Regions from separate parts of the Zea mays genome. Here region 1 is linked to region 2. The links are chromatin contacts, called in public Hi-C maps. All regions are on one chromosome and are shown on one strand. The core of a region is the stretch at or near the end of the contact, and the rest is flanking DNA. Distances in the headings are between cores, read along the strand shown.

Region 1 (5,313 bases), core at 261-2,760, 64 kb after region 2:
TCTTGCCGAGCAGGCCGGAGCAGGAACAGGCGGTGTGATAAGAGCGGCCTGCAGCAGGCATGCATGCATATGCAGCAAATTAAAATCGAGTTAAGCATGCGCCATCCTCCGCCTCCTCCTGAAATGGGCCTGCACGATTTATTAAATATGGCGACGCTGCCTGCCTATAATTAAAGCAACAATATATGCGTGCGCCATTGCTTTCCCTGGAACTTTTCAGGTGATATAGTAGCTTAGGTTGACTTGCGTCAACGACCTGCATCCGTTTTTAATGCACCCTAAACAGTAACGCGCAAAAAAAATAAACAAAACCCCCCAGCAACTTTTTATGTACAAGCTAGACCACCTTTAATTGTGTACATGTACATAAAATTATTCTGTATTCTTGGTCTAATTAACAACCTTCGGATAAGCACGCGCGCGGAAGATTTTTCGCAAACCACGTCAGCCGAAGACATAGGACAAAAGGATATATAGATTGATCTTGTGTTGCATATATGCACGAAGGTGATCTTGTGCGTAGCATATCTTTCTCAAATTAGTGAGCAATGCAAATTTGTCTCTGTAGACCGATTGTGTGTGCGCGCACGTGTACGTGGAGCCTGTTCATCCGTGTTCCGTGTCTTTGACTCACTATTGTCACTGAAATTTATAGCTAATATTTTTAGGGCTTTTGTTTGAGAGAGGGTAATAGATGAGCTAAAATTCCTTTACTATTTAAAATTGAATAGTAAATGAATTTTAGCCCCTTCATTCCCCCGGTCTCCGAAGCATGCCCTTATTAAGTGTTAGATGTGTGACCCCAAAAGGCCTAGCATAAGGCGACTTTGGATCTCAAGATCTGTCTAACTAGTCTCTTGGATGTGCTTACCAGACTATATCTATCTATCCTAGACTTCACTGAGTTTATAGAAGACTAGTGTCGAAATTTGTGGCTCTAGATAGATATATTATAAAAGATATATTCCATGACGAATCTACAACTCATATTTATATATTTGTTTAGTAATACTGATATTTTTAATAAAAAAGATTAAATTGAAGATGGTTTGATGCTAGGAGGAGTAGCACCTTAGCATACATATATTTTTTTCACTGCATATTAATTAGTAATAAACTGCAAAACAAACTATACATCCGTATCTATATAAAAATACAATAAAATAACACGATCGAGATTCAAAGTGCCAATCCAAGTGGTATATATATACACTTTAAATAACCACGCCAAGATAGTGAGCGCGCACAATACATATAGTATAGAGTACGTAGTATAACTATACTACCTGAGATACCCATGAATAACATGGTAATGCTCAATTTGCAGGCAAGGCAACAACTGGCATTTTGGGGCTCATCACCTGCCTAACTCACATAAAGGCTCCGCCTATGGCATGACAAGGACAAGCTCACATGAGCTCAACCAGATAATTCGTGGAGGAGGGGCCCACCCTCTCTCATCCCCCTATACTACCTAGCCCATCTCATCTCACCCCTTTAAAAAGCAGGCTACTTGTATTGTGCCTACCCTCTCCTCTCACGCTCTCTCTCTCTCCGCCCCATGGATGACGGATACTCCTACAATACAAGTTGTAGTAGTAGTAGTAGGGGTACTGCATACCTACACAGTGACAGGGAGATGGAGGTCGATCCCAAGCATCCATACATCACATGATACATGCACACACATGCTTAGCTGCAAAACTGCAACAGTTATTAACAACACTACTACAGTGGGTGAGACTGATTAGGTAATATAAGTACTAGCTACTAGCTAGGAAAGGAGGAGGCCAATTCAATTACCTTTGGTTGCAAGCCAAAAAGTAAGTATCCATCTCCTTTCCCTTGTCCCACCAATGCACAAGAACCTTCATAGTACTGCTACTGCTACCACACTCATCACATCTCCTGCTACTCTTCTTACCCAGCCACTGCTCCTCCTCCTCCTTCTTCTTCTTCCTCCTCCGATCCCCTAGCTTGATTTGAGCCTGCAGGTCGCTAGCACACCTCCTCCCTTCCGTCCTCATCAATCCATCCCGCGCGCGGGCCGCGTAGCAACCACAGATCCGCAATAACAATCCAAGAAATTAAACCAAGCTGAACCAAACCCTGAAAATTCCCCAATTCTAAATTCTCCCGATCCGAAGCCATCCGCTAATACAAAAAACAATCCCCAAAGTCGTATAACTAACTATGGTAACAGCTGCACCTCCACTCTTCGCCATCCAGTAGTAGCGTGCCATAAACAAAAAGTATATCAGGCGCCACTGGTCAAAGTAAAGTCTCAAGGCGGAGGCGGTAGCGGCAGCAGCGTCGATCGATCGGCCGGCGTCTACGGCCTACGTTCGACCTGCCTCGACGGACGGCCGGCCGGCTCGATCTCGACCGATCGCCGGTCGTCGATCGGAGAGATCGATGGAGTTCACCGCTCCCCCGCCCGCGACCCGGTCGGGCGGCGGCGAGGAGAGGGCGGCTGCTGAGCACCACCAGCAGCAGCAGCAGGCGACGGTGGAGAAGGAGCACATGTTCGACAAGGTGGTGACGCCGAGCGACGTCGGGAAGCTGAACCGGCTGGTGATCCCGAAGCAGCACGCGGAGAGGTACTTCCCGCTGGACGCGGCGGCGAACGACAAGGGCCTGCTGCTCAGCTTCGAGGACCGCGCGGGGAAGCCCTGGCGCTTCCGCTACTCCTACTGGAACAGCAGCCAGAGCTACGTGATGACCAAGGGCTGGAGCCGCTTCGTCAAGGAGAAGCGCCTCGACGCCGGGGACACCGTCTCCTTCGGCCGCGGCGTCGGCGAGGCGGCGCGCGGCAGGCTCTTCATCGACTGGCGGCGCCGACCCGACCCGCCCGTCGTGCACCACCAGTACCACCACCACCGCCTCCCTCTCCCCTCCGCCGTCGTCCCCTACGCGCCGTGGGCGGCGGCGGCGCACGCGCACCACCACCACTACCCAGCAGCTGGGGTCGGTGCCGCCAGGACGACGACGACGACGACGACGACGGTGCTCCACCACCTGCCGCCCTCGCCCTCCCCGCTCTACCTTGACACCCGCCGCCGCCACGTCGGCTACGACGCCTACGGGGCCGGCACCAGGCAACTTCTCTTCTACAGGCCGCACCAGCAGCCCTCCACGACGGTGATGCTGGACTCCGTGCCGGTACGGTTACCGCCAACGCCAGGGCAGCACGCCGAGCCGCCGCCCCCCGCCGTGGCGTCGTCAGCCTCGAAGCGGGTGCGCCTGTTCGGGGTGAACCTCGACTGCGCCGCCGCCGCCGGCTCAGAGGAGGAGAACGTCGGCGGGTGGAGGACTAGTGCGCCGCCGACGCAGCAGGCGTCCTCCTCCTCATCCTACTCTTCCGGGAAAGCGAGGTGCTCCTTGAACCTTGACTTGTGAAGGCATGGCAGCCGGAGAAGCCGCGTGGTCGTCGTTCTCCTACTCCGTACTCGTACGATCTATCTCTACAGCAGCAGCCTACTACTACTACTACTTGCTCCCCGGCCGGCGGCCGCTTCTGGCGCCACTGCAGTGCACTGAAGACGGCACCAACGGTCGTCGTCGTGGAGAGTGAGGGGATCGAGATCCAATCCAGTCCAAGTAAACAAAGGCGGCGGCGGCGGTACGTGGCCGGCCGGTGCAAGTAAGGATCGATCGAGCTGGAGTGGAGGAGCACTGCGCTGCGCTGCACCAACAAGTCTTCACTCGTAACCCGTATATAGCTCATCTCTCCCAATTTCTTTTTAGCAATTCCGGTGTGAAGGGGGAAACAAGGAAATTAAGAACAAAGCAGCAGCAACAAGTTATAAAAAAATGATTTCTTCTTCTCGATGGTTAATTTGTCGCCTCGATTTGCCTTTCTTGATTTCCTCGTCTGCTCGAATTCTTCTTTTTGTTCCGCCTCCTGGAGGGGAGACCCTACTGATTTCTTGCATTTCTGAAAGATAATAGCGCCTTGTTTGAGCATGCAAGACCAGGGGCCTAGGAAACACTGTGTGTGTGTGTGCTCTCTCCGATCCCCACATATGATAACAATTGCTAATATGCACAGCATGATCATGTCAGTAGTGAGGGGGTTCTCCTAGTTGTGAGGATCGGATGAGAGGGCCGGGGGCGACAAGTGTGCTTTATTGTACTGCATGCATGTATTGTGCGCATGGATTGTTCTTGCTGCGGTGCTTTGGGCAGGCTCTCCTTCCAAAACACCTCGGCTGTAGTGAGGAGAGGGGATCAAGCAGGTGCCTTTAAAATGTGGGAGCTCCTCAGCAGCAGCCAGAGGTCAGAGCCATATGCCAGAGCTCAACGCAGCTGCCATCCAGATCTCTATATCTCTTTCTCTCTCTATAGGACAGACAGTTATGGGAGGATTGGAGGTCAGATCCTAAATCCTTCTCCTATCCTATCCTATCCTTCACAGCAGAGGTTGATCTACCTTGGTAAGCTTGCTTGCTCATCCTCTATCTCATTCTCTCTACTAGCTACGCGCATATACTGTTCCACCCCTGGACTTGGTCCGCGCATTTGTCTCCCGGCCTGGCCTGTGCCATGCGCACCTTCCCTGCTGCTTCTGTTACCGCTGTTTCTTCTGCACCAGCAGTTCAGTCCTGTCGCCGCCTGCTACACTGGTGAAGAGCATCAGCAGGCATGCACATACGAAACACGAAAGCTAGTAATGCCAATGTTTGTGTATGCCATCCCAGCCTTTCTACAAGCGAGACTTTTTAAAGGGGGAAAAAAAAGAGGGCCGGGGAGGGAGGGGGGCGAGCTGGAAAGCTTGCATTGCCTACAGGAGAGCTTCTTTTTCTTTTCTCTTCTTCCTGCTGGACGCTCAGTTTTTTCCCGCTCGGTCACAGTAAGAGAGGAAGATATATAGAAGAATCTCAGCATGCATGCTCACATTGCGTGTGTCGTTGCACAGTGCATATACTATAGCTAGCAGCATTGCAAAAGGCAATACAAAGAACTCGTTAACATGTGGGGCCGGCCGGGGAACAAGAGCTCGTCATCACATCACACAATGCAAGTGTTACTGTACAGTGTACTGAGTAAGTAGTATATATGCTTTGAAGAACCATGTTAATCTGGGTCTGACTTCGACTCATTTCGGTACCCGTACGTATATATATACATAGCTAGTGTCATGCGTAGAGTTCATGGCTCCCAGTCCTGAGAGGGCTCCGTGCATTGCATGACAGCATGAGCAGGCTCTGGCATTGCTCAGTGTCACTCATTATTAGGCCTTAATTAGTGCAGGGGCCGTACGCTAGCTGTTCCGTCCCTAGATGATGTAAGATTTTTGCTGGTAATTACGGT
Region 2 (5,078 bases), core at 68-2,567:
AAATTAGGGCTAATCACCAAACCATACATACCTTAGTGTTTTAAAATAAATAATGATTATTTGAATAAATATCTCAATATCTATTTATATTATATATAAAAACTGTAGCAAAGCATGAACAACTGACTAGTAGATATGTAAGTGCTAAAGTCATTATATTAGTGCATATAGCGAAAGGGCATCTAGTGTAATGGTCAAGGCTTTCGAGTAACACCTCCAGGTCCCGCATTCGATCCTCTCGGGACAAATTTTGGGCTTGATTAAAAAAAATCCACTCGTTGTGCCCCGCCCACTCCCGCCTCGCGTGTTACCTGCGCGCCACCCTCCGTCTGGGCCGTTGCAGAGTGGATGGTGATGACCCGCTAGTGATGGGAGCTAGGGTTCGGGGATTTTCTCGGTCGAGGCTATATTTCGGTCTCTTCTTAATATAATATTGAGAGTACGGTCTTTTCTTCCCTAGCCGATTTTTTTATTATATCAGTGCATATAAGATAACTCCATATCACCAAGAATAGTGCTTAATAGGCAGAACTTCCTCACGTGAGGACGACTATTGATATATACGCCATCATCTAGCTACAATGCAGGACGTCGAAAAAGCTAGCGCAATGTTACTTGAGAAATGAACTATCCAGGAGAGGTCCCCTATTAGCTTGCCTTTCACCTTCAAGGAGCCATCACACGCCCACACCCTGGCTACTATATATCACCATTGATAGCTAGGGCATCCTCATGCATGTAAGGACCGTCCAAGCATAATTTTATTTCTTCGTAGGTGATCCAAATCTTGCATTCAAAACAGCGTAGCCTACCTACAGCCTACCATAGTTTAACACCTACATTTTTAGGTACAGTATTATATATTATCTCCGTTTTAAATATTTTGTTGCTCGCTAGTTTATTTTTGAACTAAAACGTGACAATAAAAAAACGGAGGGAACATATTCGTGTGTGTATATAAACACGATGCATGTTTGATATCTGACTAATTAATTCCTTTCACCTGGAATATGATGGTATCGTATGATATTCCTTACACCAATTATTTGCATATGCAGATGCAGTTAATATATAATCCATAAGAAGAGAGAGAGAGGCTTGGCCGCTTGGGGGGAGGCCAGCAGTGTTGGGGCATACACACTGCAGCTTCTTCCTGGCATCGTCCAGCTGCATGCATCTACATCTACCTCACGCTCACATGACATGAGAAAGAGGGAGGAGAGAGGATATTTAAAAAGCGGCATGCGCGGCATACACCCCCATACACGCATGATAAATAGATGAGGTAGCTAGCTAGGATAGATAGGCAGGACCCGACCCCTCCAAAGGTCTACTAGGCTTGGTGATGTTGAGAGGCAGGGCCACACCACACCCACCCACACCCTCCGAGGCATAATTGGCGTGGTCCATGCATGCATATGGCATACGGTGTGCGTGTGCCCTAGCTACAAAAATAACAGAAATATAAAATACATTGGCCTGCCCCCATCTCTATTTGCCCAAGCATATATATATGTGTGCATGGCAAATAGATATGTGTAATCGTAATCGATATCTTCTTGTCCATGCTTGCATTGCATGCATGCCACCATAACGTATGGGCACTGTACCATTCCCTTGCATTGCTCCCCTTGTTCCTGCTATAGCTATACTCGCTCCCTCTCTTCACAGGTCACACTCGGTCTCAAAAAGGGTCCCCCTCACCTCCATTACTAAATGCCATGCCACGTATATAGTCCTCCCCCACATCTACCACAAGCTAATCCCGCCATGGCCAAGGCGAGGCGATGATGGCACGCATAACGAGGACCCCCTCCCCTCTCCCTTCAGATCAGTCGCTCTCTCGCGTGCCTTTGTCGATGGCCATGTTTAGTGGTGGGAGCTAGCAAAGTGTAGAGGGCCATGCATGGCCATGGGCCTCTGAATACGTATGGTATGTGTCCTTGCGAGCCCAAGGGCCACTACTTGGCCTTGCTAGGAGTACCTGTAACGCTATGAATAATACATATTCTACAATACAGTCTATATATAGTACGTGTAAAACATTGTTTTAGCTAGGTGACTATAAGGATGATGAACCGTTGGACACGGTGTAAGAGATGCAGAAATGAGGAGCTAGCTGACACACGAGACAGTGCACTGCTGCAAACAACCCATGCATCATGTCCGGCCGGTGTCCATTGTTGCGCGCAATTGCCAAACACACACACATATGTTAATCTGCTGTAATGTTCGATCAGAATTACTGTCGCCGTGCCAGTGGTAAAAATTAAGCAGTACATATATCCCCCCTGTCAACCGGGTATTAGCTAGCTAGCTGACAGACACACATGTCCATGCATGCATCGATCGATACTGAAGCCTTCCCCTGTCAACCGCGCGCCATGCATGCATGCACATGCCTGCAGCTAAGCTACTTGCTCTAGCTATAATATACACTGCTTGAGCATCGATGGACGGCGTACTACATCCATTCCATGGCCAGTTGCTAGCTATACATCAGTCAAGCAGAGGCTTTTACAGCACAGCACATACATATAGCTGTGTGCCTACGTACACATTCATACGCATATTTATATAAGATGATGAGAGAAAAGGCAAAGCGCAGCAGAGATGCCTAGCTAGTACTCCTTTTGGCCATGCAGCAGCGCGATGGAAAAAGGGACAGGGCCGAAGAAGCTGCATGCTCTGATCGAGACCTTCTCTCCAGCCTCTCTTCTCTTTCTGGTGGCCTGCTAGCTGCGTTGCTGCATCGATCCCTTTTCTTTTCATTAATTCTCCTCCTGCATTGCATGCGTTGCGTCTGCCAGCGCCTTGCGTTACTACATGCATGTAGAACAATTGTGTGAAACAGGCCTGGATGCCGATCGATCGACGCCTATGCCCATCTTGAGCTGCCTCCTCATGCATGAACCCAACCCGGCCTCTCTCTCTCTCTCTATAGCGCTCCCTTGTTTAGCTACTAGGAGTACCTGTAATACTTACATGCATGTTTGTACAGTCTAAGCGTTATCATTGCAGGGTGTTGGGGCCTAGCTAATAAGCTAGCTAGCTAGTAGAATTTGTAGCATATACTACTTAACTTAATTATGCCTATGTATGCTTAGCAGCCCTAACAATCTAGCTAGGTGTACTGTGCAGGTTAAGGGGGTGTTTGGGAACAAAGTTTTTCTGCAGTTTTGGAAGAATACTGCAGTATTCTCAAATACTGCAGTATTATATACATAATGGTGTTTGGCAAGCTGGGTAAAATCTCTGTTTTCAAAACTGAAGTATTGCAAATACTATAGTTGTTTTAAGGCATTCTAAACTTAGCTCTGGACCTCAGTTTTCAAAACTGCGGTATTATAAACTACGGTATTGTCATAACTAAAGTATAGTATAGTATTTCAAAAACTGTGGTTTTCAAAAACTTTGTTCCCAAACAGGGCCTAACATGTAAAACCATGTATACAAGTACTATGTCGATATGCATGAGCATGCATGCATGGCCCCAATAAAGCTAAAAAAAGGAAGCTGAGCTGTGCACTAGTGCTATACTAGCTAGCTACCACGGCTTCATTCACTGCACTAACCAGAGGTGCTTCCGGTTCGGTTCGACATGCATGGGCCAGCTTGGCGTGAATTCAGCGCTTCAGCTATGGAGAAGAGCATGCAGAAGCGATGCAATGAAAAAAAAAACCGCAACATATATCGTCTCGGTCTTATTTACACAGATGCAATATATAGAATCCAAATGTGTGTCTCATTATCAAAGGCGCGCATGCACAGCTACTAGTTAATTAACCGGCCGGTCAACATGATGATGATGGGTGTGCTGATTTTCTTGGACGGGAGGGTCCACACAGGTCGGACGATTGCTGCGTGCGTCTTTTGGATGCTTTCTCGTAACCAGTATTAATTAGTTTCTTTTGGGTGCTTCTCGTAACTATTTTTTTGGGATTCATATATATATATATATATATATACTAGGTAAGTGCCCGTGCGTTGCAACGGGAACATATAATAGCATAATAACTTATGTACAAATGTGTATTATATTATTATGAAAAATGATTTCATAATTCATTTATGGTTCTAGGCATACATAAATTTTGTTATTTTAATCTAACTGTTTCACCACTACATTACAACCAATCAGTATTATGCAACCTTCTAATTATACATATTCTAGATAAGTTTATGGAATGAACTTTGAAACAAGTTCTTTCAAGTCACATGTAGAAGCCTGATTGACCATAATCTCAACCATCTTGCGGTTAATCGGATTGGTAGAGTTTGAATCTGTCTTCGAACTTTGTTCTTGCATTGAATGTATTTGTCGAGCTAGGTACCAAATAGCCTTGCATGCCTCATAAGCACCAGGTATCATGTACGTAGAACCAGATATTGTGTCTCACGAGATAACATCAAAGCAAGTCGGGCGGATGACTCACAAGATATTCTTCCAGATGGATCCACTATAGAAACCAGGATATGCATATCAAAACTCATAATCAAGATAAAGAAGGGGGAAAGTAACTGACAACAAAACCTGTAGTTGGCATCAAACAGTCAAAGTGTTATCTTTGAATAAAGTTCATATAGAGATAACCAGTGTGTCATAAGAATTTAAAATAACTTCATCACTTATATCAAGTAATTTCTGTGCAATTGCCAGGCACTGCTAACAAAAAAACATAGTTATACATTGAAAGTTATATCCAAGACATCGCTAATAAGTATAAAAAAACATTTCAAAGAGAAGACACACTGCTTTCATTTGATTTGCTACTTTACTTAGATGTTGCCACGGGAGTAAAAAAATTGTATGAAATATAGATACGGAACGACAAACATCACTATAATATGCAAAATCCGTGTGACAAAATATTACTGTAACACTAATAAAATTTCAAAAATAAGTGTTGAATACAGTTGCTATAAAAACATTACAAGCGAAAAAGGAATTGTCGGTGAGACTATAAGCGTACTTATAGAGTGATTGTGCAACATTCATTCTTAAGAAGTCTTTTGACAAAATATTTAACTTCAGGAGATACTGATTGCCATGTTGAGTCCTCAAAATTAAGGATAGC

What was found. A called contact is a pair of places that touch in the nucleus more often than the background predicts.
Region 1: a Hi-C map of bundle sheath shows a contact between it and region 2, with 3 times the contacts expected there. The contact joins the promoter of LOC103631056 here to the enhancer-like site in region 2. A contact is called at or near these places in 14 of 25 Hi-C or Micro-C datasets (bundle sheath, ear, endosperm and 5 more) and 2 of 3 datasets of contacts at active chromatin or transcription factors (leaf and shoot).

The regions. Positions count from the first base shown.
Region 1 is chr1:4,612,299-4,617,611 of Zm-B73-REFERENCE-NAM-5.0, forward strand. It overlaps LOC103631056 (B3 domain-containing protein Os03g0120900), which reads left to right and starts at 1,511. Exons shown (of 1, transcript XM_008652066.2): 1 at 1,511-3,838. The coding sequence starts at 2,416. The coding sequence ends at 3,399.
Region 2 is chr1:4,548,149-4,553,226 of Zm-B73-REFERENCE-NAM-5.0, forward strand. No RefSeq gene overlaps it. Among protein-coding and RNA genes, the nearest start is that of LOC100282187, 59 kb to the left of the region's middle. Within about 2 kb of position 1,318, at least 11 of the 20 cell types and tissues checked have an H3K27ac peak or open chromatin away from gene starts, as enhancers often do. A contact at or near this core is called in bundle sheath, ear and root tip, where this site is marked.